7 separate regions of the Mus musculus genome follow, and regions 1, 2, 4, 5, 6 and 7 are each linked to region 3. The links are chromatin contacts, called in public ChIA-PET, HiChIP or PLAC-seq and promoter capture Hi-C maps. All regions are on one chromosome and are shown on one strand. Each heading gives the region's core, a stretch centred on a gene start, on an enhancer-like site or on the middle of the called end of the contact. The rest is flanking DNA. Distances are from core to core; before and after follow the strand shown. Region 1 holds the start of Sec11a (SEC11 homolog A, signal peptidase complex subunit). Region 2 overlaps Slc28a1 (solute carrier family 28 (sodium-coupled nucleoside transporter), member 1). Region 3 holds the start of Furin (furin (paired basic amino acid cleaving enzyme)). Region 4 holds the start of Zfp592 (zinc finger protein 592). Region 5 holds the start of Pde8a (phosphodiesterase 8A). Region 6 overlaps Alpk3 (alpha-kinase 3). Region 7 holds the start of Slc28a1 (solute carrier family 28 (sodium-coupled nucleoside transporter), member 1).

Region 1 (2,734 bases), core at 203-2,702, 540 kb after region 3:
GGAAGGAAGGAAGAAAAGGTCTTTCCAGATGGAGGATACATGTGCTCAGTGACAGATCACTTGCCTAGTGCTAGGAATGATTTTCAGCACATTTGAAAAACAATCAAACAAACTTAAAAAAGAAAATACGGTTATTTACCCTGACTCAAGATGCGAAGGCAGGAGTCCAGCTCAAAGCCAGCTTGGGCTACACGGTGAGTTCCAGGCAACAGGGCAGAGTCATACCAGCCAGTGATGCCATGTTGTGACATATATCTATAAATCTACCTCTCATGAGGCTGAGGCAGGAGGACTACATAGCAAGACTCTGTCTCGAAATAAAGTAATAAAAATAAGGTCTTTCAAAACTAGAAGCGCGGTTCTGGTAGCCTGTGATGAATGCAAGGCCCTGGTATTGATCCCCATCACCGAAATAGGAGTCCATACAGAAGACAGTTAAGTGACAGCTACTCCTTAAAGCTGTTCTGACTGGAATGTCTCACAATTTTGTATGTATGTCTAAGAAGAGACGGACCTACTTTTCTATGTAATAATTATAAACAGGGCAAAACAAAGTCCTGTTCCAAAATAAACCAAATCTTTAAATGAGACAATTCTTAATACCAAAATACGAGGGGGGTAGGGAGGCAGGGAAAAGGTCAATTGCTACCAGAACATTCGGTTCAGGAGACAAAAAGGTGACCGTGTTCTCAGTACCTTCTAACACATGAGCTAGAAGACAGCAAGACTGAAGGATAAAATCTGATTTAAGTTTCAAGATTTCTGTTCCACTGACATCTATCATCAAAGATTCAGTGGACTGTCACCTTTCTGCCAAGGAAACTGGCACACAAGTGGTATAACAGATTCAACTCCGAGCTTAGAGTGACCCTAGTTAAAATGGATGAAGCTCACTGAGGTCTAGCTGGGCTGAAAGGTGGCTACACAATGAAAGCAACACAACGGCTCCTGTGGGACCTGTAATGGCTTTCCCCAGAGCCCCACCAGAAACGGTTAAGTCTGCCGCTTTACAGTGTCCCAAACTCCCACTTACAAAGCGCCCTATAGTTTTCACTTACTCCCCTGCCTCCTCGGGGGGAAGGGATCGCAAAGGTTCTCTCCTTCCCTCTCGGTCCCCCGAATCTGGTGCTATGAATGGGGGCAAAGAGGTCTTGGCTACCTACAGTCTGCAAAGAAAGAAATGATCCATACAGGCAACCGACCCACGCAGGCCCTCAATCCCGCCCAGAGATCCGCGGGGCGCCCCGCAACGGCAAAGAGACCAGAGGAACCCTGGCAGAGAGAGAGAGGGCGGCCCGTCTCACCTGCCTCTTGTTCATCCGCCGCACATCGTCTAGAAAGTCTAGAGACAGCATGGTGAGATGGAGAGCGCGACAACTAGCAGCCAAGAGGGCGCGATAGAACCACCAAGAGGGACCGCTGCAACACGGGCCGGGCTCACCGTGGACAGAACCCCCTGATGCCTGCACTTCCGCTTCCGGGGCGGGAGCAGGCGAAGCTCCTCCCTTCTGAGCAGAGAATGGACAAAGAATGACTTGTGAGCCCCCTAGAACAGCCCAGGGCCTGGCCTTGTCAAAAAAGGACCGTAGCCTTCTCCGGCCGAGAACCGGCTGAAGGCTGCTTTCTGTGCTCAGCCCGCGCGGCGGCTCCCGAAGACAGTGACCCTAGGTTAGCTAAGCCCACAGCGTGCGGAAGGCGGGCCCTTGGACAGGCCTGGCCAATCGGAAGCCGAGTCTGCGCCAGCGCGAAGTCGGTGTCTTCCTGCGTGCTGCTGGGGCACGGGTGTGGCTCGGGACGTGGTGCCTTGCTGTTTGTTCTCAGGTGGAGCACGCTGCGGTTCGCTACCGGAAGCTGTGTGTGTCTTTTAAAGCATTGTATACACACACACACACACACACACACACACACACACACACACACACACACGCCAATTGATCACAAGATGCCTTAGTGTCATGAGGGCACTGGTGGTGCAGGTGGCCAGGAAGACCCGTCTCAGTTTTGACCTTTACCAACAGTGATTTGCTTTGTCTCCTGACACTTGGATGTGAGCCATTTATTTGACCCGCAAATTTTCACAGGGGCGGGGATTAGAAGTGACATCATTGCCATGGGGTTTCTTTTGGTGGGTGATAGATGTACAACTCCATGTATATACTAAAACCATTGAATTGTGCGCCTTAGTGGACTGTATGGTATGTGAATTATAGCACAATAAAGTAGGTGTGAGAATGGAAAGGAAACCGCTGATGTCTTGTTCACTGTTAAATTCCCAGTGGTGGCCGCACAGCTGGCATGTATAAGGCACAAAATCAGTACTTGAATTTAAAGAGAGGAAAGAGAGAAAGACTATCTTCAACTATTAGTAGAAACCTTACATTTACTGAGATGGGATAGGAAATGTTTAGAATTTCCAAGTTAGAAAGTTTTATAAAAGAAAATACATAGAAACCCCCATGGGGTGCCCCATAGGTATCCCAGCTTCCGTGACAGTACCAGATATGTGTATCAGAATGACTTCTTCATTAATAACTGTTGATGTGGTTCTCGATCTAAATTCTGGCTAGTAGAAACCTTCACATAAGCTTGTCAGTGTTAAATTCAACCTAAGTTCAAATTAAGTGGGAATGAGCTTTGACCCTGTATTTTGTGCCTTGAAGAGCCCCAAGAGCAGCTCAAAATCCTGTGGGTCCAAAAAAGGTGAATAAGCTATTTAGTTGGGAAGCTTTAAAAG
Region 2 (2,838 bases), core at 65-2,564, 740 kb after region 3:
TTCTGTTTAACACTGCCTCATTTTAAGTTGGGTTATTTGGTTTGTTGGTGTCTAATTTCTTAAGTTCTTTATATATTTTGGATATCAGTCCTCTGTCTGATGTAGGGTTGGTTAAGATATTTTCCCACTCTGTAGACTACATTATGGTGAATGATTTTTTTTTTTAAAGACATGGTCTTATTTTGTAGCCCTGGATGTCCTAGAACTCAATATGTAGACCAGGCTGACTTTGAAATCACAGAATCTGCTTGCCTCTGCCTCGTGAGTCCTGGAATTAAAAATGTGTGCTACCATGCCCAGCCAACAAGGTTGTTGTTGTTGTTGTTGGCTGGGCTGGAGAGATGGCTCAGCGGCAGTTAAGAATTTGTACTGCTGCCCTTGCAGAAGACCTTGTTGGGTTCCCATTGTTCACCTTGGTAGCTCATAACTCCCTGAAACTCCAGCTCCAAGGGATCTGATGCCTTTTTCTCTAAGCTTCCAGCATCTGCACACACATACACAGAAAACAAACCCATATAAATATACATATATGTATGCATGCCAGACTTGTGTCGCCGTCAGAGGACAGCTAGCAGGAGTTGGTTCTCTTCCCACTCTGTGGGTCCTGGCAATCAAACTAAGGTCGTCAGACTTGGTGACAAATGCAGTTTGCTCACCTTAGCTGGTTTGCTGACCCTCCACCTCATCTTCTGAGATAGGATCTCTCACTGAGCCTGAGTTTACTGACTTGGGTGGACTGGCTGCCAGCAAGGCCCAGAGATCCTCCTGTGTCTCCCTCTACAGCACTGGGGTTACATGGGTCCTGACCTGACCAACTGAGCTGTAGTACAACCAGTTTTAAGCTTATCCCCGACTAGCTTACAAATAAATGAGACTCAGACTATAGTTATTTTATTTGGCTTTGACAACTACTGGGGGCCACCCCTAATCTTCTTTTCTAACTGCTGGCCTGGCTACCTCCCTAGCAGTGTACCCTAGATACATGCTGTTTCTCCTGGCCACATGCTCATAGTTCATCTCCCCTCATGGGTAGCTTCCTCTCTCCTCTCTCCTTCCTTCTCTTCCTCAGCTCTCCTCCACCCCACCCCAATCCAGGTCACTCCAAACACACCTACCTCTCATTCCTCCAGTAATTGGCTGTAGCAATTTTATTTAACCAATAGTTTTAAATCTAGGAACAAGGTTTGCACAACAAAAAGCTTTTAAAGGTGAGAATTTACTCCCCTTTAAAAGAATTTACAGAATTTAGCATTACAATACGAAGCAAAAGACCAAACCTCCACACTGCCACCTCCCCAGTTCCCTGATCACCTCTTTTAAAACTGCTCCAATGCTAATTAAGGTTCAAACCACTTCAGGGTCCTGGGCTAGAAGAGTTGGGTACTTTCACCCCCAACTCTTTCTGACTCTGGCTTGCTAATGGCCACTCATGAGTACGCTGGTTTTTTCCAGATTGCCTGGTTGATGCAGGTCACCATGGGCACCTCAGCCACTGAAACCCTAAGTGTGGCAGGAAACATCTTTGTGAGCCAGGTAGGTACTGCAACTACCCCAAAGAGACTGGAGGGGGGCAGGGATCCAATCTAATTCAAGGGAGAGCCATTTAACCTGTCCCCAGGTTCACAGAAGGCTGCTGCCCAGGGATGCTACAAGTCCTGCCTGTGTCATGCCAACCACCCACATGGTCCATTTGGCACCTCTGTCACTTCAGCCTGGGCTGTTGTTATCAGCTTAGATACTGACAGGCTAACCGGGGAAACTGAGGCTAGGGAGATGTGACTAATTTGGCCAAGATCCTGCAGGGATAAATAAAGACACACTTAGTCATTTAGTCAGTTGGTGTTTGTTTGTTTGTTTTTCCTTGATCAGGCTTCTTTCCACTGTATCATTTGGTCTACTTAGTTTTGCTTTGCCTGAAATGTATTTCTTTTTTTTTTTTTTTTCTTTTTTCTTTTGTTTTTTCGAGACAGGGTTTCTCTGTATAGCTCTGGCTGTCCTGGAACTCACTCTGTAGACCAGGCTGGCTTTGAACTCAGAAATCTGCCTGCCTTTGCCTCCCGAGTGCTGGGATCAAAGGCGTGCGCCACCACGCCCGGCTTGAAATGTATTTCTTAAAATAATATAGTTCTGAAGGCACCAGGACTCCTGAGTCTCTTCAGGCCTAACCTTCCCAAGAAGGAGACTATGGAAGTCAGGGAGTCCCTAAGAGATACCCTCGCCAAGTGGTACCTTATTATTATTATTATTTATTTATTTATTTATTTATTTAAAGAAAGTATTGGCCTGATTTTTGTTATGGTGCAAGATGTAAAGGTAATTGTTATTCATCTGATTAATTGTCATCTCAGAGACTTCCTCTCCAATCTGCTGACCTAGGCCTTGATGTGTTAATTAATATCAAATAATATTAATCTATATCTATCTATCTATATATATTGAGCGGATAAACCAAACAGCAGACTAGGCCAAGGTGGTTCCACGTGGGAGAGGTTCCACGTGCAGAGATAGAGGGGCAGCGAAGCAGGTAGAAGGGCAGAGAAGAGGAAAAAGAGAGAAAGAGGGGGAAGAAGAGAAGAAAGAGAGAGGAAAAAGAGAGCAAGGAGGGGGTGATCCCCTAATTTATACAGAAAATGATGTCACACCAGTGAGGGTGGGAACTGAGCCAAGTGGATTGTGGGATTGAGGGTCATTGTCCTGGCAACACAGGTCAAGGGTCACATAGACAGGGGCTTGGAGTGTCCTGGTGCTAACATTCCTCCCTTCTTGTTATTATAAAAGAAGGGGTGGGGGGAAGAGAGCGGAAACCAATGGTGAAGAGGGAATAAGGGCGTTGTGTCT
Region 3 (2,762 bases), core at 92-2,591:
GGCAGCCACAGAGCAAGCCACCAAAGACTGCTGGGAAACCCAATCAGGTCTCTCTTTCCAGCAGAGACCCCAAGGCAGGTCCTGTTACAGGCACCTCCCAGGAAATTTTAACTCCTAGTCCCTGCTCAACTACTTACACAAGTCATTTCCACTCTCTGGGCCTCAGTTTCCTTGGTGGTTAAAAACTATTAGGACAGAGGCTTTCAAACTTTTTTTAAGCCATAGGATCCTCTTTTTAAAAAAATACAAATTTTAGATAGAAGCCCAAAACAGGAAACACACACCTAATCTGCTCGCCCACCCTCCTTTTCTATGTCCACACCTGGCCAGCAGCCACATGCCCTCACTGGGCCACATCACCTGCGTCGTCTTGGCACTTCCCAAGTCAGAGAGAATCCCAGTGCTTCAGAGAGATGAAAGTCCACTTCCCCTAGGCGCAAAGCCCTGGGGCGGTGGGAACGGCGGCACCGAGCAGACTAGTGTCTGCTGTCAGACCTGTATGGCAAGCAGGCCGCCCCTCGGCTAGCCACCCGATGGATGGGGGCAGCAGGGGCCTCGGCCAGGCCTCGGCAGGAGGCAGCCCGGAGCGAGCCTCCCCCAAGCCGGCCTGTGCGCGCACGCGAAATCCGCCCCCGACCGCTCCGGCCGTACAGGTGTGCCAGGCGGCCGAGGACCCCGTGCCCTCCCGGGAGCGCGCCCCACCAGGCGCAGGCCCCGGCCGCCGGGGCCACGGAGGACCGCGGGCAGGCGGGAGCACCCAGAGTCCGAGGAATGCTCTGCCTAGCCCGCCCCAGCAGGGGCCCCGCCGGCGCTTCCTGAGGTCATAGGGCTCGCCCCGGCCCCAGCGGAAAAGTACCGGCGCGGGCCCAAGCCCGGCGCTCAGGTGGGCTGCGCGGCTCCCGTCCTCCCGCCGCGGCGGCCGAGAATCCGCGACCAGAGCCCGGCGGCCGGCGAGGCCCGGGGCTGCGCCGCCCGGCTCCGCGCTCCCCCGCCCGCTCCGGGCCCGGTTCCCCAGCGCGCCGCCTCCCCGGCCCCGGGCCGCGCGCCCTCGCCGCTTACCCTGGGGAGCCCGGGCGGGGAAACTTTTCCGGACGAGCGCCGCGGCCGCTCGGGTACCCCTCGGCCGAGCACGGAGCCCGGCGGCGGGGGCCTGGCTCCGGCGGTCCCCGCGCCCGGCAGCGGCGTCACGGCGCGCAGGCGGGGAGGCGCGGCGGCGCGGCCTCGGCCCGGCCGGCGACCAGGGCAAGGCTCGGCCTGGGCTCGGGCGCGGGCGGGGGGCAGCGGCCCGGCCGCGGCGGCGCGGCTTGTTTACTCGGGCCGCTGTCACAGCGGCGGCGGCGGCGGCGGCGGCCCGGGCTCCTCCTCCTCCGCGCCGCGCCCCTCCCCCTCGCGGCGCCACCTCCGCGCTCGGCGGCCGCAGCCGGCCCGGCCCGTTCGCCGCCCGGGTCGGGTCAGGCCGGGCCCGGCCGGGCCCGGCCGGTGTTCAGAGAGCTCCACGCGGCGGGCCCTGCGTTCTCGGGGCGCCCTGTCTGCGGCTGCCAGCGGGGCGGGTAGGGAGCGTGGTCCCTGCGCGCCACCCCAGGCCCCTCGGTCCGCACCGCGTTAGGCTCTTGGCCCCGCAAACTCCCGGGCAGATGGTTTCGGAGACCCGGACTGGGAGCCCGCGGGCGAGATGGCGAGGGAAGGGCCGAGGGTCGGGGGGTTTGGGGAGAGTCCAAGCTGGCCCTGCCTTGCCCGAGGTTCCTGGGTCCCGAGTTTTGAGTTTGGGGATAGTCAAGGGAAGCGCCCTGGGATGGCGGACCTGGGGCAACTCCACTCTCAGGTCGGATCTCACAGCGGCAGGGCAGCCCTCGTGCCTCCAGTTAGAGGAGTCACAGTTTTATTTGCTTTTGTAGAGACAGGTGGATAAACAGAAATAGCCCACCTCCTTTTATGGTTTTTTTTTTTTCCCAATACTTTTTTTTCCCCCTGCAACAACGGAGAGCTAGGCACTGGGCCAATCAGTTCACCCTATCTTCTCCTTATGTACATTCCTTAATCCACATAATCCGCTCAGGATGACATTATTAATCCCACTTTACAGATAAGGAAACTGAGGCACACAAAGTTTAAATAATTTTCCTTAAGCTACACAACTTAGCAGGCCTCAGACTTGGCAGCGTTTCACTCCAAGCTACTTACAGTATACCAGCCAGAGCCCTTCCCTCCCTGGGTTCCTGCCCTAGAAAACGGCTGTGCTACTTGGCGGAAGGTTGACATTCTGCTCGAGCTGAGAAAGAAGAGGGGAACCGGGCCAAGATCTTCCCAGGCTGGGTTGTTCCAAGGTCGCCAGCGGCCTCTGCACATCCCTTCTTGCTCTCTGTGAGATAACCTGGCCACATGAGACTTTGCCTCAAAACCCTCAAAGTAGTACACATACACACATACACACGTATCATTTGTGTGGAAAGTCGTCCAGGAAAGTTGGGCTCAAATCCTTGCGGTACTATTTTGCATTATTTCGAACCTTAAATTCTCAGAGCCCCGATTTATCCCTCTGAAAATGGAGATGTGTATGAAGTTAACTGAATCTGTTATTTGAGCATCCGTTAAAACACTGCAGACATGGGGTCTCTAAAAGTCTGGTTCCTCCCAGATTGGGGGCTTTCCCTTAGAAGGAGCTAAGACCTGTGGGGACCACTGTGGGGTAGCCCCCACCAGCACCACCACATGCACATTTGGGAGAACAATACTCTTGTGGTGAGACTGAGGCAGGAAGTGAG
Region 4 (2,917 bases), core at 327-2,826, 590 kb after region 3:
CATACCTTCTATCCCAGCGCCACAAAGCAGAGGTAGTGGGTCTCTGGAGTTGGAAGGTAATTTGGTCTACAGAGCAAGTCCTAGGACAGCCAGAGCTACACATAGAGAAAACCTGCCTCAAATAAACAAGATCCTTTCTTTCTTGGCTTTTAAGGCGGTCTTTCAATGTGTAACCCCAGCTGCTCTTGAACTCAAAATCATCTTGCCTCATTCTCCCAAGAGCTGGGATTACACACATGCACTACCGCACGGGACAAATATTTCTATCTTTATTCATCTTTCGAATCTTGTTGGACAACACGCCTTTTCCTTGGACTTCCTCTTCCCCATTTCCCATCTTTCTGGGATATAAACTATAAATGACTCTGTCTTTGGCTCCTTGAGCTCTCGCTCTCTCTCAAACTGGAACAAATGAAACAAACCTTTCTTTTTACTCCTTCTTAAGATGGAGGCTAGTTTTCCCTTCCTCTCCCTGCCAAACTTCTGGAAAGAATAATTTCTCGTAACTGCCTTCACTCCTTCATCACTACCGCACTCCTCATGCAGGTGTTGGGTTCTGTCGGGTCCTGGCACACAGCAGACTCAGCTGAATGTCAGCTCTGGCCCTTTTGCCAAGTGTGGGCTTTTTCCTGGTTTCTTCGGGAGGAATTTGCTCATGCTTAGCAATCCTGCCTGGCACCAGAACTGGCCTGCCAGTTCCCACCGTCCGACCCTGCTGCCTTACTATCGCGTCCCCAAGGGACTCCAGGTTCTTGGAAAGTCCTGCGGGTCAACTTGGTAATTTTTTTGTCGGCCGCCTCTCCGAGTTCTTGCCCTGGAGTCACAGCCTCCCTGGTGAGCCTGCGAATTGCCAGTCCACCCTGAGAGGTTATCAGCTCCCTCCACCCCAACCCCTCCACCTCCATTCCACTCTCCGAGCGTCCCTTGGCTCCCCCAGAGGTAACACGTCTGAGCGCCCCGCGCCCGCAAGCATGTCCTTCCATCCTGCGACGAGTAGCCATTTAAGGCGCACCTGAGTGCCCAGGCCCACTGCCCTCCTGCTTCCTTTCACTTAGCAGTGCTGCCTAGGCCCGACTCGCCCAGCTCTCCGCGAAGACGACTTCTTCCGAGCTCTTGAGGCGCTCGGCGTCCGGTCGGCCCATAGCCGCGAAGGTACAACGCGTCCCTCCGGCAGGCGGCCTGGGCCGCACCGAGGCCTCAGAGGCGCGTCCGAGCTTCCCGGGCCCAGGTGGCCGGGAGAGGCCGCGCCAAGGGCGGCGGGAGCCAGCCCAGGTCGGAGTCCCGGTCCTGCCTGCGCCGTCCTCGCCCCGCCCCTCCCCGGAGTCAGCGTAGCCAGGGTCGCACCAGCCTGAGGCGGGAGGGAGGCGGAAGGCGCGGGGCCGGGCCAGGCCAGGCCGGGCCGGGCCGGGCCGGGGCAGCTCTATAGCCGCACCGCCCTGGCCGGTGCCCAGGCCCGAGTCGCCTTCCGCCCGCCCTTCCCACCCGCGGCCTCAGCCAGGTCCCGCCGCCAGCCCGGCTCCCGCCCCCGCTCCGCCCCCGGAGCCGCAGCCCCGCCCGCCACCGCCGTCGCCATGTTGTGGCTCCCGCAGCCGGCGCTGGGGACGCGCGCGGCCGAGCCCGGGGCCTGTCGCTGCCGCCGCCGCCGCCGCCGCCAGGTAAGCGCCCCCCGCCGCCTGGACGGGGCGAGGCCACCATCCGGGCCGCTCCAGCTCGGGCAGGGGAGTCTGAGAGGAGCGGGCTCTGCCCGCGCCGCGGCCCGGCCCTGCAGCCTGGTGGACCCTGCCCGCCGCCCCAGGCGGCAGCCACTTCCCCCGATCGCCGCCAGGCGGGCCCTGGCCACCACCCTACCCCGCCCCCGGCCCGGACCCCTTCCGCCGCCGCCGCCCGCCGATCGGGGCGGCCCGGGCACTCCGCTGTCGTCCCGCGCGCGACAGGCGGCCGCCCGCCGAGCCCCCGGCCCAGGCAGGGATAACGGTGCACTTCACCAGGCTGGGACGCCCTGTCAGCTCCACGGTCCCCGCCGCGCGAGGACCTGGCGCCGTCACTGGGCAGACACTTAGAACATCGGCCCTCCTCGGCGCCCCTCAGTCTCCCCCTCAGCCTCGCCCAAGTTCTGACCCCGGGGGTTCCTTCTCCCGGGGCAGACAAGTCTTCCTCCTCCAGAGTTGGGGTGCTTAGGGGGGGGTGACCAGGCCTGTTGATCAGGCTTGAACTGATTTCTCTGCGGGGTCTCTTCCTGCCAACCGAGGGGCTAGTGGGGAAAGGCTCCGTGTGACCCGGGGAGGGGGAGGACAGGAGAGCGTCTGCTGGACAGATGGCCTCCTGGCCTTGAAGCAGCTTTTGTGAGGGGGAGGGGTCCGTATGACCTTAGGTATGCCTGCTCTTGAGAACCTAAGATTATTGGAGGTGGTCAGGTATTTTTTTTTTTTTTTAACTATTTTTACGAGCAGACCAGAGGTGACATTAAAAGTCCAGGGTTGAAACAACCTACAGGCCCACCCAGGGAGCATGCTTTGTAGCCAGGACAAGCCTAGATAGTTTCTGCTTTAGGAGAGTGGGATTCGGGTGGGTAAAATGGGTTTGGACCAGGGTTTGCCCGTGGCCTGTGCTCGTGTAGGAGCTAGAGTGTGATTGTGTCAGGTGTACACCGGCTGAGCACACAATGTGCTTGGCCTGATGGGTGCTGAGTGGGACTTCAGAAGTCTATTTGCTAAACTGACAGGTACATTACAGTGGGAAAGAGAAAGGAGCCTGGTGCTTTTTTTTTTTTTTTTTTTTTTTTGGACCATTTCTACAGCTCCACTGAAGATGGCTTTGGTTCATTACCCCTCCCCCCATCTCCACTTTTAACCAGGTTGGCCACCAAGCTCCGGTCTTAAACCTCCCCCGTAGTTGGGACTTCAGGCAACCATGCCTA
Region 5 (2,792 bases), core at 244-2,743, 810 kb after region 3:
GAGAGAGATTGGGGAAGGTACGGATCTGTCTTTGGTCTCTAGCTAGCCTCCTTTCCTCAGCCCCACCCTGCTATTGACATCAAGCTCAAGGATCCCTAAGACAAAGCAGGGCCGCTGTGAGCCAGTCCGCGAGGGGAGGGCCGGGGCTTCCTGGAGCTTCACTAGCAAGGTCACTGTGGAGTTGTCAAGGCCAGACTTTTGGTGGGCGGAGAGAAGAGCCTTAGACTTGTACGTGCATCTTGGCTAAAGGCAATTTCTCTAGGGATCCAGCTACCAGCTGAAAAAAAACAAAACAAAACAAAAAAAAACAAAACAAAAAATCTACCCTCTAAGACTGCTAGTTGAAAACACCACAGACTGGGTGGAATAACGGGTGTCAGTACAAAAACTTTTCCTGTTTTTCAAGACACCTTGGAGGAGCCAGTCATATTTTTATAGGACAGCGTGCTTTAACTTGACAAAGGAGCCGCGTGCCAAAGGCCAGAAAAGAGAACCAGTTTCTAAAGCTGCTCCAGCCTTATCCGCTCCGGAAGCCGCCCTGTATCCTCCTTTGGTGGCGAAGATCGATGCTCAAGGACGTTGCAGCTGCCACAGGGACCAAGCACCTGTGTCTGTCACAGCAGGGACTTCAGCCCGGAGCACATCTCCGGGTCTTAACAGTAGCCAGTCCGCGGGCAGGAGTCTCAGCCACTCAGGGTCGCACCCGGGTGCGTGTAGGAAAGGTGTGGACTGAGGAAAGGAAGCTACGTCCCGGTCCCGCCAGGGTCCCGGTGGACCTAGAGAGCAAAGAAGGGCGGGAAGGCCCTCGAAGTGGCTGGCTCTGGGTATCAGATGCACACCCAGGGGCGTCGCCCTCCAGTTTCAGCTACCGAGAGGTTAAGAGACTCATCTGGAGTCACACAGCTAGCTATCTGGTAGCACTTGGGGGGCTGCAGTTCTGATCCCTGCTGGACGGACGCACAACTCTTCATTTGGTTCGGATCCTTGGGACTGTCGAACCTGGAATCGTCCTTTGGTTAAGAGGACCGGCTTTCCCTAACCAACTTCGAAATATTGCAGTCCCACAGGTCTGAGTGCAACCAGAGGCGTGACGTGCCAGGTCTTGGAGCAAGGGCTATCCCTGGTAATAACGCCTGGGACCTGGAGTGTAGTTCCCCATGGACTTCGGAACGCTTCGGACTGAGGTCCTTCCAACTGGTCTCTTAACGGACGATAGCTCCAAATCTCAAACACAGTGACCTGACAGTGAACGAACTCGGTAGCCCCTGAAGCAGAATGGCTCTGTATCCTTCAGCAAGTCCTTTCCTTTCTCCGGACGGGCTGGCTAGGTGCCCCTGCGGTCGCGGCCGCGCATGCTCTTGGACGGGCGGTACAGGGAGCGGGCGGCGGGCGCCCCAGCTGCTTTGCATTGACGCCAGCAGCCGCTGGAGGTCACCGCTGGGGGCTGGGCGCGGCGAGTTGCCCGCAAGACGCGGTCCGGAGCACGGAGCGGGAGTCTCGGATGCTCAACTCCTGGCTCGCGCAGCCGCCTCGGCGCTTCTCGACGGCGCGGCCCGACCGGAGTCGAGGCGCTCGCTCCGTCAGCGAGCGGGTCCCCAGCTCGGAGTGCGGGCGCCGAGGGCTGGGCTCCCCTACGGTAGCCCGACTAGGGGCGCTCACCCAGCCGTCCGCCGGGCCGAGGAGAGGCACCGCCAGGCGAGCGAGCGCCCGTTTCCTCGAGAGTCAGACGAGGCGAGGGCGGCGGTGCAAACGCGGCGCGGGCTCGCGGCTCCCGGTGGCGAGAGCGCAAATCTCCACCCCCGACATTTCCCCGGAAGCGCGGCGGCTGCGGCGCGCGCGGCGATGTGAGGGAGACAGCGGCGGCTCCCGCCTCAGGAAGGGCATGTTCGGAGGGGCGTCCGCGGCGCGCCTCTCGCCCCAGCGCCCCCTCCCCACGGCCGCCGCGCCCGCAGCGCAATAAAAGGGGCGGCCGCGCTTCCTGACGCGAGACCCGCGCTTGCCGCCGCCGCCCACCCGCCTGCCCGCCCGCCCGCTCAGGCCGCGATGACACGGCGCCCGCGGCGGCCCCGAGGCGCCGGGCGGGCCGTTTGCTGACCGGATCGCGGCTGCCCGCCAGCGAGTCCGCGGTGCCGCCGCCGCCAGTATGGGCTGCGCCCCGAGCATCCACACTTCCGAAAACCGAACGTTTAGCCACAGCGACGGCGAGGACGAGGACGTGGACGTGGACGTCCCGGGCCCCGCGCCGAGATCTATTCAGCGATGGTCGACCGCGCCCGGGCTCGTGGAGCCTCAGCCTCGGGATAACGGCGCCTCGAAGGTGAGCCGCACTGGGAGGGCGGGGAAACAAACGCGGGGCACTGGGGGCCCTCTAGGCAGCCGCCCTGGCGTTGACCGACGCCAGCCGCCCGCGTTTGCGGGCTGTCGCGGACCGAGGCTTAACAGGGCTATGACGCGGCGCCGCGGGATCCGCCGTGTCCGTTCCTTCCCGGCCGGGGTCGGACGCGGCGAGTCAGTTTTCTCCCAGCGGGGTGGGTGGGGGACCCGGGATATCCCCGGCACGTTCCTGACATGGTAAACCAGAGTGCACTTTGCTCTGGCATTCCCAGAGTAGAAAGGCAAGGGTTGTCCGCACTGGGAAGGGTCTTAGATGCCACCAGTTCCCCCCCCCCCTCACCCCCTGCCTAGCTTATCCCAACCTCTGTCCTCTCATTGCACAAGCAGTTTCACTTTTCCACTTTTTTGGGGGCCATTGAAATGTAACCTGGAACATAGGTTTGGCTTCACTGCACGCT
Region 6 (2,809 bases), core at 224-2,723, 670 kb after region 3:
TGTTTGCATATGTGTACCATGCATGGAAGTATGTGTGGAGCTGAGTTAAGGACATAATCCTCTTGAGCTTTTGTGTATTTATATAACATAGTAACCATCACCCAGGAAGTAACCAGCACGTTACAAATAATCTTGTTTTCAAAGCCATTTGTTTTGTTTTGTTTTGTTTTGTTTTGTTTTGTTTTGTTTTTCAAGACAGGGTTTCTCTGTGCAGCCCTGGCTGTCCTGGAACTCACTTTGTAGACCAGGCTGTCCTTGAACTCAGAAATCAGCCTGCCTCTGCCTCCCAAGTGCTGGAATTAAAGGCGTGCACCACCACCGCCCAGCTTCAAAGCCACTCTTGCTATGAAGCCCTGATCCCCATTATTGGCAGAATTATGGGGTGTTCCTGTGGCTCAGGCTCAGCTGTGTAGGCCACTCCCTGTTCCCCTCCTTGTCCCAGGCCTTTGCCCCACTCCAGCCTCTCTTGGACTGCAGGCTGAGGATGTCCCTCCCGGGCAGGTCATGAGGCAGAAGACTCCAAGGCCCTGGTGGGTGAGATCATCCCACAAGATGGTGAGAGCACCTGTGCTTGCCCTAGCCACACGCACAGTGATGTAACCCAGGGCTTTAGCGCACAGTGGAAACACAGGGCTCAGTTTACAGCCAGCACAGCCCAGTTTGTTCCTGGCCCAGCCGGCTGTAGCCCTGCCTCCCCTGCTCCCCGCTGATGTTCGACTTCCCTTGCTTGCCCTTTGCCCTTCCTCATATGCCTCGGATGGGGCTCCCGTGGGTTTGTTTCCTGTTCCTTACTCCTTTGCTTGCTCCTCTGACAGGGGGTTATGGAGGAACCGCTATGCAGGCACTGGTGCAGGCGATAGAGATACGGTAGTGAACACAGGATGGCTCCTGCCCACTTGAGTCTTGGGTCTAGTAGGAGAGATGGCCAAGGAGCTAAGCTAAGGTGTGATTAGTGGCGGGAAGGGGAGGGGCTGGTGACTGGGGGTATGCACCCATGCCTTCAGTATTACTTGATCCAAGACCAAATCCCCAGCCAAGGAGCTCGCTTCTTTCTCTGGACCATAGTTCTCCATACAGTTGATGTATTCATTGGTAAATATTTACTTATTGTGGATTGCATTACCAGGCACTATTCTAGGAACTGGGGATGCAGCATTGACGAACACAGATAAGTCCCCGCTGTCACGAAGCCAATATTCGATATTCTGTGATGGGCACACTGTGACAGACAGGACACACACAAATTAACAAGCTCAGTGTGTCTCATGGCAGTGTGCTCTAGGAAGAAAGATGCAAGACGAGGGAGGACAGCAAGGCTGAGGGGAGAGAGCCACAGGCTCGCACAGGCTGTTGGAAGGCCTCTGTGAGGAGTTAGACAGGAAGCAGAGTGGCGCAGGATGTGGCCTCCTGGGCTGTTAGTGTGAGCCAGCAAGACTGAGGCGGGGGTGCGGCTCACAAATGGGAGAGGGAGATGAGATCAGGTCACTGCCACAGCGACAGGGTGCAGACTGTGTGTGCCTGTGTGAGGTGGGGCTCCTGGGGTGCTCTGAGTGTGGCTGAGAGTAGATGGATCTGAAGTCACACTCTGCTTGTGGCGTTTCCAATTGAAGAGAGGCCACGACAGGGGCAGCGAGGCCATCAAGGAAGGTCTCCCTGGGACCCAAGTGGGGCATGAAAGTGGTGGGGACTAGGATGTGACAGGAAATGGTCAGATCCTGGGTCTGCTCCCAAGGGTGAGCCTGTAGGACTATCTGACAGGGTGAGTGTGAGAAGAAAGGAAAAAGGAGGACTCGGGGCTGTGGCCTGAGCCACACTGGGGGATGGGTTGTCCCCTTACTGAGCTGTGTGTGAATAGGCTTGGGATACGGATAAGGAGTCGGATGGGTCACACCTGTGGCCTGCTAGGCCGTCAAGTGCAGATATGAAGTCAATGTACAGTCTGGAGTTGAGAGGAGAGGGCTGGACTAGAGGTTGCAACAGCAGGGGGTCCTTGCTGCTCCTTGAGCAGCTAAAGCCAGTCTAGGAAGTAGGCAGTCAGGCCTAAGGATCAACGAGCGATTTAGCAATGTGCACGTCACAGTTGACTTCGACGGACAGTTCAAGTGTAGCAGAGGAAACAGGAGTAGAGATGGAAGACAAGGCATAAAAAGCTCCACAGACGGCTTCTGCAGGCTCAGGTGCAGTGGCGCACATCTCTATCCCAGCACTCAGAGGCAGAGGCAGGCAGGGCTCTGTGAGTTCAAGGCCAGCCTAGTCTACATGGTTCCAGGACAGCAAGGCCTATATAGAAAGACCCTGTCTTAATAATAATAATAATAAGCCAAGTGATGGTGTCATGTGCCTTTAATCTCAGCACTCTGGAGGCAGAGGCAGGTGGATCCCTGTGAATTTGAAGCCAGCCTGGTCTACAGAGTGAGTTCCAGGATAGCCAGGGCTACACAGAGAAACCCAGTTTCAAAGAGACCAATAAATGAATAAATAAACAAATAAGTGAATAAATAAAAGATCTCTCTTCTAGTTGAAAGCTAAGAAGTCTCTTCCCCCTAGTTCTCATCCTTTCAGTCAGAGGGGAGAATGCTTTCTGCTTTGACAGATCCTACTTTCTGAAGCTGAGCTGAGTGACAGGGACAGTGCCTCCGGAGGGCCCGGGGCACTGGAACCGTCCAGTCTCTTCAGACAGCTCGAAGCCCTTGCCTCTGCGTCTCCTCCCACTACTTTGGATCTCACCTACTATTATTCAATCTCTTGCTTCCTTGTCAGGATACCCAGAGCCAGAGGTGACCTGGTACAAGGATGACATAGAACTGGA
Region 7 (2,812 bases), core at 259-2,758, 710 kb after region 3:
AAGGCTGTGAAGTAGCTTGCTCTCTCAGTGAGCCTCTGCCGGCTTCTGGGCACCAAGAGGAAGAAAGAGCAGTGTGTGTGTGTGTGTGTGTGTGTGTGTGTGTGTGTGTGTGTTTGTGTGCGCGCGCGCACGCACAAGAGGAGCCACTGAGAACAGAGGCATCAAAGCGGATAAGGTCCTTTCCCTTCATTGAGGCTGAGGGGGGCTCCTTCAGTATCTGCTCTGGCCCCATCCCAGTCTTGCTCAAGGTAAACATTTATCTTATGATCAAGGGGACCAGTGACCTGACAGTGGGTATTGTATCTCGAGATACAATATACGTATGTGTCCATGTGTGCGTATATGTATCTCCAGATACAATATACGTATGTATCCATGTGTGTGTATATGTATCTCCAGATACAATATAGGTATGTGTCCATGTGTGTGTATATGTATCTCCAGATACAATATAGGTATGTGTCCATGTGTATGTGTGTGTATATGTATATTCAGATAAGCAAGTTGTGAAAACCCTGCAACAGTACAATTTCCTATTGGAAAATGAATAACAAAATAGTGTATACTTAAGGGGAAATAAGAAAAATTCTTAGGCTCTGTATATTTCTATAACACCTTCATGCTTCATTCCGCATGACCAGGGGTGTGGAGATGCACACCTGGAATCCCAGTATTGGACATGTGGAGGCCAGAGGATTGGGTGTTTAGGGCTAACTTCGGCTACATAGCAGGTTCAAAGTCAGGCTGGGTTAGATGAGACGATATTCTCCTAACCCCAATAGAAACAGATAGTTTCTAAGAACAGGGGGTACCACTTATGTCCAGCCTCTTCTTTTCCATTTTTCCAAAACAGCCAGTGTATGCCTCTGTGTGAGGCATCTTTTGTATCATAAAAGATAATTAATTATTAAAGAGTGTGCATCATCAATTATTAAATCCTGTCAGGTAAGTTTAAATTTAGTTTGAAGACTGTAGATGAAAGTGTTGTCCCCCAACTTTGCACGTGTAACTCGGGTGTCACTCTAGGAAGAAAGGGGAGAAGGAAATGGTGTGATTTTGGCTTGTTTCTGCGACTGTGTGATGCTTAGCCCCGAGCCACCACCTGTTTGTGATAAAGACAGCGCTTTCAATATCTTCTAGTTTTGGAAAACGAGTCGCCGATACTGTGAGAAAAGGAGGCTGAGCCACAACACGAAGACACATTTCCAGGATGCTGACAGAAAGAGGAGGGAGAGAGTAACCAAGGTGGCTTCCCAAAGGAGGCGTCCTGGAGCAAGGCCAGGAAGAGGTTGGTTTGGGAAAGGGCAGCAGACAGAGGGCAGGACCACAGAGGACCCGGCTTGAGTGAGCCAGGCTACCCCATCATGCTTTTTCTGAAACAGGCTGGGGTCCCCGCCCCTGCGGTGGCCCTGAGCTCTGGGGAAGCCCAACCTACTTCAGTTTTGGACTCTGCCCAGGAATTTCCACAGAAGTGAACAGGCCAAAGCCCAAGCAGGTTGGACCCAGCCCTCCCACAGCAACCTGTGCTTCAGTCAGTCAGTTCTTAACAGTCAATCCCTCCTGACGCTGCCTTCTCACTACAAATCTGTGAGTAGTGTGGGCTCCTCTCCTCTCCGTACAGCAGTGAATGCGAGTGCCCAGGTAGCAGGCATCCCCCAGCCCTGGCTGCATGCTCCACATGCCCTCTGAGGGTCTGTGTCTGGGGAAGATCTGCTTAGCCAGCTGCTGTTGAGTAGGGAAGGCCTAAGGTGTGGGCAAGAGAGGGACCGCAGTGGGGAAACGGGAGTTTGGGCTCTCATTTGCAGGTGAGCTAACATCTAAAAGCAGCTTCACTGAGAATGAGGAATGTTCGGTTTTGAGTGGAACAGTCCTGGGTAGCGCTGGCTTCAAGATGGATGAAATGAGCACTTCCTCCCCTGCCAATGATTTTCACCGGTTGTAGGAAGTAAAGATAACTAAGGGCTCTTTTCTGAGCCGTGCCCACACCAGTGCCTACGCCATCCCCTCTTTCCCTTCCTGGTGACTGGTGACTAAGGGACAGTTCACTGTTGGAGCTTACAAGGACTTGCATCTCCCAGGATCAGGAGAGAGGGCAGAAAGGGTGTCTCTCCCACTCTCCCCTTCTCTCTCCCTCTCCCTTTCCCCTCCCCCTCGCCCTCCCTCTCTGGTTCCTTTTCTCTCTCCTGGCCCTCCTTTCGGCTGTGGACCCTCTGTGACATCTTTGTCTTTCAGCTGAAGAGCCTAGCACATGGCAGACGACACACCGAGGCAACGAGAGTCCATTTCCCTCACACCTGTGGCCCATGGCCTGGAGAACATGGGGGCCGAGTTCCTGGAAATAATGGTCTGTCCTCTTCCCCTATAGCACCTCCTCAGCCTGACTGGCATCTCACAGGGGTGTGGGGTGGTGTGGGGCTCAGCTTGATTGGCATCTCACTAGGTGGGGTGGCTCAGTTTGACTAGCAGCTCATAGTGGGAGGGCCCCTCAGCTTGACTGGCAGCTATGGGCTGGGGGACTGTGTGTTTCACTCTGTGCTCTGAGCTCTGCTTGTGTAGTACCTCCCCAGCACAAAGCACCCCCTTTATTTCACCCCTTAAACATGTTCTGAGTACCCACTGTGTGATGTACCCACTGTGTGCTGTCAGCAAAGGTCCCAGGAGGGAAGAACATCTGGTCTACAAGATGAGAGGGGAAGCAGATGATGGGGTGGGGTGTCCTTGGCATTTAAAGAACTTGCCATCTTGTCTTGGCTCCCCAAAGGCCAAGCAGAGGACTGAAAAGCTTGACATGATACCTTCTGCCCTCCCTCCC

Evidence for each region. Promoter capture Hi-C pulls out the DNA fragments that hold promoters and counts their contacts. ChIA-PET counts read pairs in DNA pulled down with a chosen protein or histone mark. HiChIP or PLAC-seq counts read pairs in DNA pulled down with a chosen protein or histone mark. Capture Hi-C pulls out chosen DNA fragments and counts their contacts.
Region 1: a promoter capture Hi-C map of pancreatic islet shows a contact between it and region 3. The contact joins the promoter of Sec11a here to the promoter of Furin in region 3. A contact is called at or near these places in 2 of 39 promoter capture datasets (embryonic stem cells and pre-B cells), 1 of 484 Hi-C or Micro-C datasets (embryonic stem cells), 3 of 115 datasets of contacts at active chromatin or transcription factors (astrocytes, large pre-B cells and memory CD8 T cells) and 2 of 9 other capture datasets (liver and pancreatic islet).
Region 2: a contact with region 3 is called in an H3K27ac HiChIP or PLAC-seq map of embryonic stem cells, with 3 times the contacts expected there. The contact joins the enhancer-like site here to the promoter of Furin in region 3. A contact is called at or near these places in 1 of 39 promoter capture datasets (cranial neural crest), 1 of 15 datasets of contacts at CTCF or cohesin (large pre-B cells), 1 of 484 Hi-C or Micro-C datasets (embryonic stem cells) and 5 of 115 datasets of contacts at active chromatin or transcription factors (embryonic stem cells, memory CD8 T cells, regulatory T cells and 1 more).
Region 4: an RNA polymerase II ChIA-PET map of memory CD8 T cells shows a contact between it and region 3, with 48 read pairs. The contact joins the promoter of Zfp592 here to the promoter of Furin in region 3. A contact is called at or near these places in 1 of 39 promoter capture datasets (embryonic stem cells), 4 of 484 Hi-C or Micro-C datasets (the HL-1 cell line, cardiomyocytes, embryonic stem cells and 1 more), 2 of 115 datasets of contacts at active chromatin or transcription factors (large pre-B cells and memory CD8 T cells) and 2 of 9 other capture datasets (adipose tissue and liver).
Region 5: a promoter capture Hi-C map of adipose tissue shows a contact between it and region 3, with 2.9 times the contacts expected there. The contact joins the promoter of Pde8a here to the promoter of Furin in region 3. A contact is called at or near these places in 1 of 115 datasets of contacts at active chromatin or transcription factors (memory CD8 T cells) and 2 of 9 other capture datasets (adipose tissue and liver).
Region 6: an RNA polymerase II ChIA-PET map of memory CD8 T cells shows a contact between it and region 3, with 10 read pairs. The contact joins the enhancer-like site here to the promoter of Furin in region 3. A contact is called at or near these places in 2 of 484 Hi-C or Micro-C datasets (the G1E-ER4 cell line and embryonic stem cells), 2 of 115 datasets of contacts at active chromatin or transcription factors (embryonic stem cells and memory CD8 T cells) and 3 of 9 other capture datasets (adipose tissue, embryonic stem cells and liver).
Region 7: a promoter capture Hi-C map of embryonic stem cells shows a contact between it and region 3, with 2.9 times the contacts expected there. The contact joins the promoter of Slc28a1 here to the promoter of Furin in region 3. A contact is called at or near these places in 3 of 39 promoter capture datasets (embryonic stem cells, liver and pre-B cells).

Annotation. Positions count from the first base shown.
Region 1 is chr7:80,946,098-80,948,831 of GRCm38.p6, forward strand. It overlaps Sec11a (SEC11 homolog A, signal peptidase complex subunit), which reads right to left and starts at 1,453. Exons shown (of 6, transcript NM_019951.1): 1 at 1,305-1,453. The coding sequence starts at 1,355.
Region 2 is chr7:81,140,512-81,143,349 of GRCm38.p6, forward strand. It overlaps Slc28a1 (solute carrier family 28 (sodium-coupled nucleoside transporter), member 1), which reads left to right. Exons shown (of 18, transcript NM_001004184.3): 10 at 1,453-1,533. Among named protein-coding and RNA genes, the nearest start is that of Slc28a1, 27 kb to the left of the region's middle. Within about 2 kb of position 1,315, at least 11 of the 459 cell types and tissues checked have an H3K27ac peak or open chromatin away from gene starts, as enhancers often do. A contact at or near this core is called in embryonic stem cells, where this site is marked.
Region 3 is chr7:80,401,471-80,404,232 of GRCm38.p6, forward strand. It overlaps Furin (furin (paired basic amino acid cleaving enzyme)), which reads right to left and starts at 1,342. Exons shown (of 16, transcript NM_011046.3): 1 at 1,060-1,342.
Region 4 is chr7:80,992,108-80,995,024 of GRCm38.p6, forward strand. Zfp592 (zinc finger protein 592) reads left to right here and starts at 1,577. Exons shown (of 10, transcript NM_178707.4): 1 at 1,577-1,655.
Region 5 is chr7:81,211,772-81,214,563 of GRCm38.p6, forward strand. Pde8a (phosphodiesterase 8A) reads left to right here and starts at 1,494. Exons shown (of 22, transcript NM_008803.3): 1 at 1,494-2,317. The coding sequence starts at 2,144.
Region 6 is chr7:81,074,113-81,076,921 of GRCm38.p6, forward strand. Alpk3 (alpha-kinase 3) reads left to right here. Exons shown (of 14, transcript NM_054085.2): 4 at 2,761-2,809. Among named protein-coding and RNA genes, the nearest start is that of Alpk3, 18 kb to the left of the region's middle. Within about 2 kb of position 1,474, at least 100 of the 459 cell types and tissues checked have an H3K27ac peak or open chromatin away from gene starts, as enhancers often do. A contact at or near this core is called in the G1E-ER4 cell line, adipose tissue, embryonic stem cells and 2 more, where this site is marked.
Region 7 is chr7:81,113,291-81,116,102 of GRCm38.p6, forward strand. Slc28a1 (solute carrier family 28 (sodium-coupled nucleoside transporter), member 1) reads left to right here and starts at 1,509. Exons shown (of 18, transcript NM_001004184.3): 1 at 1,509-1,587; 2 at 2,233-2,344. The coding sequence starts at 2,249.